Regions from separate parts of the Sander lucioperca genome. Here region 2 is linked to region 1. A link is a contact called in public Hi-C data. All regions are on one chromosome and are shown on one strand. The core of a region is the stretch at or near the end of the contact, and the rest is flanking DNA. Distances in the headings are between cores, read along the strand shown. Region 1 holds the start of slc46a3 (solute carrier family 46 member 3). Region 2 holds the start of arfip2b (arfaptin-2b).

Region 1 (5,015 bases), core at 1,181-3,680:
TTGTAAACAACTGACAGACAAGGCTATGGTAAAATAAAATTCACTAAACAGGAGGTTCCAAACTAAAGTATATTATTGGTTTAAGCAGCACTGTTGTTATACAGTGTTTCTCACCTATAAACATCAGTAAAGTGGTCTTAGCAAACGCCAACAGAACCATGCCTGATATGACAGACAGGATTCCCATCAGGACAATGAGCAGCTGTGGCACACCACAGTATGTGAACGCTGACACTCCCACAAAACTGGTCAGGAACACAGTGGTGGACAATGCTGAGCCGTAGCCAATCAAAATCTCAGTCCAGCACAGTGGCTCATTCAGCTCATAAAGCGTCATCAAGGAGATCCCACCCACATAAGTGAAGGAGAAGCTGGTGAAGAGGAGTATCAGGAGGACCAAGACAGTTTTACTTCTGCGGCTGGTCCTAGCAAACATGTGGTAGACCCCATAGATCATCTGTTTTATGGCTGAGGGCTCAGGAGACCCATCTAAAAGAATGGCATCAGTGGGAGGCTTCTTCACAGTCTCTTCTAAAATGAAAATTGCATAGAGCAGAATCAAACACTGACACAACGCAGAGGTTAGGAAAGGCCAATTAAAGCCTGCAGCTCTCAAAAAGTAGCCTGATGATATTGAAGCCACCCCAGACAACAGGCCAATCATCATGTCCACTCCAGCCATGCGCAGCGTCTTCTGATGGCCATCCTCACACAAGTCTGCTATGTAGGCGAAACAGCCCCCCAGAAACGTGCCCAAGCCGCCAAACAGAGAACTGAGAAGCGAAGAGCCAATGAGCAAGTAAATGTTGAGCTCAAAGTAGGACACTGTCATGAAGGCCAAGGCGTAGATCAACGAGCCAATCAAAGGCATGATGATTGTAATCTTGCGTCCTCCCAGGTCACTATAGGCCACAAGCATGAGGGTGACAACCAAAGAAGGGATTGTGGAGAAGAGCTCTGTGTAAAGGGAGAAGAGAGATGCCTGCCTCTGTACCTCCTAGAAACACAGAAAGAGAGAGAGCATGGTTGAGTCTAAATATCATGTATGGGTTGGCACTGGACTGCATTCAAGTGTAACAGCAGGCCTCAGAAGGCAAAATATCTACCATTAAATTGGCAACTATCCTAGAAAATGATATCAGTTAAACAGAAATAGTGACAATCCAATGTCATGAAACCAACACAGAATGAAAGCACTTCGATGTGTGCATATGTGATTTTTTTCTCACTTCTCTGCTTTGTTTCATTCTTCCTTTTATTCTTCCTATAAATATAACATTACCATTTTTTACAGAAGAAATATTTTTTTCTAAATCCTTTTTATAATGTGATATGCCTTGGTGTACTGCAGACTTAATTGATGTGAACTAATAGTGATATATGTGCTCTGACATTTTAGCAAAAGTGTTGCTATGACAGCATATACATTCAATATTGTCTGTACAAGTTAAGAACAGTGACCTTTAGTCACAGGTCTCACCATATATCCTAATGGTGCAGTAAATCCAGTATGTTTTTATCTGAGCTGTGTTGCTATAAGGGATCTGAAAGGATTCAGGTAACTGAATTCTACTTTTACCTTGAATTACTTATATGAATGCTCTCTTACATTGAGTGTTAAGTGACTAACCTCGTGGTAGCTGGAATGGTTGCTGCTGCTGTTCTCTGCACATCTAGAAGTGTTGTCAGAGATGGGATAGGTGGTGTTTGTGAGCTCCTGCCAAAGCCTCCGGTACACATACTGCTGCACAAGAGGATAGATGAGAAAACTGGAGAACGCGTACAGTGCAACCACAGGCTCCACGAGGAAAAGACCCTTCATTTTGAAGGGTTGCAATATTCCTTAAAAAAAGAGATGAAGAGAATACATTTAAAGTTAACATGAACACAAATAATAAGGTAAACTGTGCATTGTCTGAGCAGAGTTTTTTTTTTTTTTTTTTTTTTAAACATATTCGTGTATAAATAAGACTTTTTGTTGCCCATCACTTTAATAAAATCCAGGTACATTGTGAAGGTTAATGACGATATCCACTTTCCACTTTAGTAGCCTACAAAACAGGTTACAGCTAAGACTACGTGGAAGTTCCGATATTTAGCGTTTGCACTACATTATCGATCCAACATTATGCGACAGTTTGAAAGTGGTATATATTATTGTTAAGTGGAATATAACATAATAACCCTGTAATTTAGCCTACAGTGTGTTTGTTTATACCTTCGAATACTGCTTTAACAATTAGATAACACACAATGGAAGACAACAACAGCTTAGCCTTTACCTTATCTTCTTTCAAGATGTTGACCAGAAAATGCAGTACAACTCTCACCTTTTAGATCGTCGCTTGGATCATGTTTACAATTACATTGCAAGACATAGATATCTTGCTTTATACAGAAGTGTACGGCGTACTGAAATCCCGATGTCCCGCCTTTCACCATACGATTGGACAGCAGTCTTTCAAGGCTGTTTATTCGATAGCTGGAACTGTCAATCATGAGAAAAATCGGGCGAGAACATTTTGTGACTTCCTGTTGCAGGCTCTTTATTGCATATTAACGTGTATTTGAAATACCTCCAAGGACCGTTAACTGGATTTAGCTAATACATTGTTTTATTTACGAACTCTAAATGCTTCCGTTGTATAAAAGCACAAGATACCTTTACTAACGTTAGTAACGTTGATGTAGGCGTTGGAATGTACCATTTTTGCCAACACGGAAGGATTTTGTTGTGACAGCGGAGAAACCGAGAAACCCGGCGGGGGCACTAGACGGTAAGGCGAAATCCCTCATCCCTTCCTTATATCAAACCCGCAACTGTAAGATAGAGCCGACATTCAAATATATGCACAGACTTATGTTTTACATGGCTGAGTCGCTCAAATATATGCATTGAAAGTAAATGTCATCTTATCATCCCTGACGTGCAGGTAACGTTACGAACGATCAACCATAAAAATACCGTCAGCTAGCGAATCATAGCTAACGTTACCCCTGTGATTAATTTAGCTAACTTAGCTAGCTAACGTTACCAGCCAGCATTAACGTTCGATAGGTAAACGACAACTTTATCAGTTTATCTCTTTCTTTTTCTTAGTTGGTTTTTCACCTTCACAAAATCTAGAGTTAAAGCTAGCTGGCGGGTAATATTAACGTTAGCGTTAGCTTCGCCTGCTGCAGTTGCATTATAAAGTCGTGACTGTCCGTGTCAGGATGGATAATATTTCAGTCCCCCGGCCTAACGTTATCTTTTACAGTGTTGGTGCTGCTCATAATCTCTAGCTAACGTTACCTGCGATATTAAGTTTAAAAGATCGTTTTTCATATGTTTCGGCCTTGGCTATGTCCGTAATTGATAGTTTGTTAGTCTTCTGATTTCGCAATGAAAGTTTTCTGGCGTTCACGCGTAATGTTATTACCTAATACTACGATAGGTTTCAATAATGTGTAATACAATTAACAATGTGTAATACATTTTCAGAAAAAAAATGCATTACCTGCAATCAGAGTGGTTTACAATTATGGTAACGTTACCGTATTTATATTTAGTCTTTGAAACGTCCTTATAGCCACATCATTAGCTACACATAATTTGAAACTGAAATTATTCATTTTTAACCTTTTCACCTCTCCATCAATAATCAATTGACCATCGTACACTATAGTAGCCATAAAATAACAGATGGTGTGTCTCATTGTGAGTGTCTCTCTTGTCTGATATGCTGTTATTCATTCTTTTTGATTTCCAGGTCATAACGTAACGTTAGGTTTTTTCATCTTGGATCAACAATGGCATTCAGCAAGGGATATCGCATTTACCACAAGCTGGACCCACCCCCCTACAGTGTTATAGTGGAAACTAGAACCAGGGAAGAATGCCTCATGTTTGAATCGGGGGCTGTTGCTGTTTTATGTAAGACATCTTGTTTGATTGCACTGTAATGAGAGATGATTTAAATACTCTGAACTCCTGATAAGGATGCTACAAGGGAAATACAGCTATAAGAGACATATAATTGACTATCAAGTGATGGACATGATTCTGTACTATGAATAAGTCACAGGCTACATTTAAAGGAGAGCACTACTAATATTCAACTTTGTGTTGCTTTTGTTTGTCTTCTAGCGGCGGCAGAAAAGGAGGCCATTAAAAACACATACGCCAAGATTGTTGATGCCTATGGCATCCTGGGCGTCCTCCGCCTTAACCTGGGTAAGCTACAGACACATATTCTTTATTCATTGCTCCTTGTTCCAGAAATTTCCTGGATTCAGTCCAAAAGCATAAAAGCACAAGATACCTTTACTAACGTTAGTAACGTTGATGTAGGCGTTGGAATGTACCATTTTTGCCAACACGGAAGGATTTTGTTGTGACAGCGGAGAAACCGAGAAACCCGGCGGGGGCACTTTCATGTTCCAGAAATTTCCTGGATTCAGTCCAACCTGAACCCAGGTTCTTGTGTGACTGTGACGGCCCTCTGGTTTGTAGTCCTGTTGCTGCTTACTTATAAGCTGCCTTCTCCTGCGCTCTACATAACCTTGAATGATCTTGTTGTCACAACAAAGTAAAAAGCCACGTAAAAGATTAAAGCTCAGTCTTATAGATGGCTGAAATTTGACTGGCTGGGGATTTCCTTTAAAGGAGTGGTACCAAAGTTGAATTAACCATTTATTGTCCTGTCTTGTAATGCTTAATGTTTTATCATAAGATTTCTTAATGCAATGCTTCATATCTGTCAACATACTGCTTGTTTTTATCCCTTTTCTTTACAATTCACCATATATAATGTTTTCATACTCATGTCCCTTTTCTTTTCTCACCGTACTCCACCTTACTTATGCAGGTGACTCCATGCTCCACAGTCTGGTGGTTGTGACAGGATGCAGCTCTGTGGGGAAGGTGCAGGATTCTGAGGTTTTTAGGGTCACACAGACAGATTTTATATCGCTGAAGAATGATCCAGGAGACGAGGATCGGATCGCTGAAGTACGAAAGGTCCTGAACTCAG
Region 2 (5,015 bases), core at 1,752-4,251, 150 kb before region 1:
TATGCAACCCACAGTATGCTTACATGCTACAGAGTGAACAGAAGAATATAATGTTCAAAAGTATTTCTTAAGATTGAGTCCTGAACTGTGTTTTGTTAAATCCTATAAAAACACAACATCCCGTACTCCTGAACGTCTGATGAGTTCATTAAAATGTAAACTGGTTTCATGGGACTTTAGTGATATGGACTATATCCCCACTTCAGGTCATTTATGTCGTAATGGAAATACCATTGTGATATTTACTTTAATAATGGTATTTTTCCATGTGCGCTGCTGAGGCATATCTGTTGAAGTTTGTGCAATCAGTCACAGGGCAGAATTGGTCCAGTCCTCTTGGGCTTTCCCCCCTGAAATGCGCGGAGAGAAAGATAGATGCGTCCAGTCCTTTTAAGCCATTAAGAGGGTGTGCAAACATCCCCTCGAAACCCTTTAAAATGACAAGACCATCTCCCTCCCCCTGCAAAAAAAACAAATAATCTGTCCTGCTCTTCCTTACTTTCCTCATCTTTTGTCCTCTGCTGCTGCTGCTGCTCCTCTTCCTAAATTCATTTGCAATACCTTGGAGATGATAATGCATAAAGTAGAAGCCAGTTGCTGACCTCTACATTCTAGCTGCTGTTGAAGTGTTTGCAAAGAGAGAAACTGACATCTTATCTGCAGACACAGGATGCTGTGTTAATGGTTTCGAAATCATTCAGTCGAAACAAACCTAAAAGAAGACAAATCTATGCAGCCAAAAATTACAAATACAGGAATTTGGCATCTGGTGCAGCAGCATATACTGTATAAACTGTCTCGTTCAGTTACCTGTGATGGGGGACAGCAGGACCTCAAATAATTTTAAAAAGACTGTGGAAGACATACAAGCTCGCCTGGAAGTGAATTTCTCAAGAGGATTAATTTAAAGAGAGCTTATAAGCATTTAGGTATGCAGGAGGCCACAGCCACCCAAATAGCCACTTCCTAATCCTCTCTCATGTGGATAAGACATCAAAATGAATTTACCTGCCAAATCTGTTAAATTAGGAGGCCAACAATGGGGGAGACTCATTCCAGAGAACCACCATCTCCAAAATGTTGGCCTCTGTATCTATTTCACTCTGTCTATTTGTCTCTCCCAGATGAATTTCAGGGTGAGCACATTTGTGACCCCCCTCACCCTCAGCATGCAGCAAAAGTGAATCAGATTTGGCTCAATAGGCTGCCGTTATCCTGAGTTTTACAGGTCAGATGCGAGTGCTCAGCCCACCTGCTTTCTCTCTCACTTGCAGATTTTACACTTTCTCGATTTTCCCTCTTCTCATTCTTGTATTCCCTCCAAACCCATTCCATGTTTTATCCCCGGACTCCTTTAGGAAACACTGTGCGGATGAGGATCCAGAAAAGCTTCTAGTGGATGAAAAATTGTTGCATTTTTGGAACATTACAACACGATTCTGACATGTTTGGATTGAGAGCACCACATGTGACATTGTAAAATGGAGAAATTATATTGTGCTGAGAGTTTTCATTGATTCCTTTTTGGGCACTCAGTCAGAGACTGGGGATTTACAACAATGTTTTATTTGGAAAAGCGACACAATATTGCAAATAAAAAGTTAGGAAAATATAAATAAAAGTTGATATTTTATTGGACATGGTGAAATAAATTGCTTAGATAGAGCAAATTTGAGAAATGCACGACAACAAGCTCCACGGATACCTTATATCATATGATATTTACACTTATGCTTGTGCATGTGTGTGTGTGTGTGTCTCTCTCTCTCTCTTGGTCACACTCTCACTGTCAGAAACCTGTCAATTGGCCAATAGTGTACAATCAGAAGACAACAAACAAACAAACAAACAAACAAATACATCATAAAATACCCTCTCACATACACTTGTAAGGACACTGACAATTTCAATCCCTAGCCCCTAAACCCTAACCTGAACCATCACAATAACATCACAATGCCTAACCCCTAACCCTAACACCTAAACTGAACCCGAAACATAATACTATGTCTAACCTTAAGCCTCGTGCCTTGTCATAACCCCAATACTGCCTTTTGGAGGAGTAAAAATGCCAGTCAAAAATGTCCTCACTTTCCGGGGCGACCTGTTGCGCCCCATGTAGGCTGAGTCCTTGGCAGCGGCCCAGGTTTGAATCCGACCCCGACCTGCTGCATGTCGTCCTCCTTCTCTCTCCCCTTTCCTCTCTTCAAGCAGTCCTGTCGATTAAAGGCCATAAAAGCCCAAAAAATAATCTTAAAAACAAAAAGTCCTCACTTTCCAAAAAATATCCCCACTCTCAAGGTCTAAAGCTCAAATTGGTGCTACAGAGTAGAAGAGAACACACACACACACACACACACACACACACACACACACACACACACACACACACACACACACACACACACACACACACACACACACACACACACACACACACACACACACGGCTGCATTTGAGATTGCAGATCAGGAGACATAATGTCCTTATATGGTCATGGTGTAATTTCTCCCTCAGTTCTGCTGGCTGGACTAAATCTCAGTGTGAGTTTAGAGTTTATGAAAACCTGTGAACTGGGGTTAGCAGTGAGCAAACGACTCCAGAGCAACTCCTCCAAGTAAATTGTTTTGTATCCACTGATTGCACAACTGTTGAGTGTCAGTTGAGTGGTGCCTGCCCCGGATTATAGTTGTGCACAGATGACCAAATCTGTGTTGTATTGTTGAACTCATGGTGAGTTTTTGTCTCTTTTTATGTAAAGGGAAATTGTTAACATTAGGCAGATGCAAACTCAGAGCAACTTATATTATTTAAAGTTTGTTTGCACAGATACTTATAATCATCAAACTTCACATGTGACGTTGGGGTGTTGGAGACCTCCAGGCTGATTAAGAGCTGCTGGATTCAATCATCCTCTTCTGCTTGCCATGTTTCCCTAAATTATGGTTGATACACTGTTCTGGGGAGGTCCTGTAATAAGTGGGTACATTGGTTTTCTTATTATCTTCTTTGCAATTTTTGCAAATTCCTCCCTTCCTCTCCATTCTCTGAAACCTCACAAAGATGGTATGTTCACTGGATCAACTGTAGAGATTAAACCAATCAAAAATAGCCATAAAACCAGAGTGATCTCCACATTCTCTTACAAATCCTTATCCTACTAAAGCAAAATAAAGTTCAACAAAACAGCCTTAACTTTTTTTCTGAGCGAATGCAGCTTATAACACTGCTCATCGTGGCGCCTCAGAGCCTTTTATTGTGGCTTACTGAAAGAAGCTGCTGATCTTAGCCCTGCAATTGCTGCTGATGTTACTGAGACATATGTCCTTCACAGTTAAGAAATATACTTAGCTCAGTGTTTATTGTGCCCCCCAGTCAAGTCCACCTCATCTAATAGTGCAGTATATCTAGGGTAAAGCAAAAATGGGTCTTACCATTGTACATCCATCTGTGGAAGCTTAAGAAGCAGTTTAATACCTCTGGCTGCTTGCAGCTCAGCTAGGTTTAGGCGGCCAGCATTGAGATACAGCAAAGAGGTTTTTATATCCTGAATTTTAACCAGGAAGTACAAAGTAAACTTCAATGTCCTCTTTTCGAACCCCCTCCATGCTATGCACTCTTTCTCTCTTACTCTCACTCACAGAAATGGGTCAAATGGCCAAAAGGGAAACATTAGAATATGGCCAATGATTATCAGCTGTGGAAAAGTTTCATCAGTTGACAAGCTTGTTTCCTGGTAAATGAAATGATGTATGCTGCTGGTAGAGAATATTAGGACTTTCTACTTGTTCATCCATCAGTTGATATTTTTGATTTGGAAACTTTGGGAACTTCATCCATTCTCCTTCTTGTTTTGAAGTTTGATAAATGCATCATGGGAGACACAGGCACACGCACAAAGTGACGTATTTGTTGGTGACAACAGCCAGTGCAAGTTTTCCTTTCCCAGCTGGCTACATGTTATAAATGTGAAAAACAGATTGTGTTTTGAGTCTTTTGAGTCACACTTGGCAAAACATTTCTACCCAAAATAGTTCAAGTTCAAAGTTTTACTGTCATATGTCAAATAGATGCACATGTTGCCTGATTAGTCCTCTTCTTGCTATGAATGCATGTTAGGATGACCATATTTTTGACCAGCTTACATTTATGTTTCCACATATGCACACACACACACACACACACACACACACACACACACACACACACACACACACACACACACACACACACACACACACACACACACACACACACACACACACCCATACCACACACCAAAGGCAAACTCCATGTTTTACTATAACCCTGATTTACTACCTCCTGTCTGCATGATTGCATATTCCATTCTTGTCTCTTCCTGCCAATCTCAAATTTTCTTGCTTGCTCTAAATTTTTTGGTTCCTGAAATTGTGTTTTGCAGCATGTCGGTATATGCAGAATTTGATCTGTTGAAATGCCAGCAAATGTTTAGACAAATAACATCATATAGCAAGACAGCATAATATGACAAAAAAACAGGGTAATGATAAATACAAACTGGCTTTTTTCTCTATTGTGGATCAGGTTTTGACATTGTCACAGCTAATATAGTTTGGATCAACGGAAGTATATTGCCAGAATAAAGCCTGACATCTGGTACGTCTCTTACACGATGTCCCTCCCCTCTCGCTATCTCCGCTATCGGGGCTTAGCACCGCCCAGGATGGTTGTGATTGGTTTGAAGAAATACAAACAAGCCAGAGCGTTTTTTTTTCCCTATACCAAAATAGATAGGTGGTGTTGCCAGACCATACTCCAGCGCTGACACGGCGCTGTCGAGATCGAGATCTGGCAATGCAAAACTACAGCTAATATGAAAATATGTCACATTTACTCATACTGTAGATACTGTTATACTGAAGAGTCTGCACATAGTTACACACCCAACATTGAATTGCTGTTTTCTTGTACATGTATGTAAAAACTGCTCAGTTCCAGATGTGGATTCCAGTGGTAATGTGCATCTGTATTA

What was found. A called contact is a pair of places that touch in the nucleus more often than the background predicts.
Region 2: a Hi-C map of liver shows a contact between it and region 1, with 4 times the contacts expected there. The contact joins the promoter of arfip2b here to the promoter of slc46a3 in region 1. A contact is called at or near these places in 2 of 2 Hi-C or Micro-C datasets (liver and muscle).

What each region holds. Positions count from the first base shown.
Region 1 is chr13:16,169,432-16,174,446 of SLUC_FBN_1.2, reverse strand. It overlaps slc46a3 (solute carrier family 46 member 3), which reads right to left and starts at 2,430. Exons shown (of 10, transcript XR_004894925.1): 1 at 2,331-2,430; 2 at 1,631-1,842; 3 at 115-997. synj1 (synaptojanin-1) reads left to right here and starts at 2,512. Exons shown (of 29, transcript XM_035990918.1): 1 at 2,512-2,777; 2 at 3,753-3,916; 3 at 4,130-4,216; 4 at 4,851-5,015. The coding sequence starts at 3,793.
Region 2 is chr13:16,318,974-16,323,988 of SLUC_FBN_1.2, reverse strand. arfip2b (arfaptin-2b) reads right to left here and starts at 3,001. Exons shown (of 8, transcript XM_036008948.1): 1 at 2,989-3,001. It overlaps LOC116037043 (a long non-coding RNA gene), which reads left to right and starts at 2,581. Exons shown (of 3, transcript XR_004101778.2): 1 at 2,581-2,734.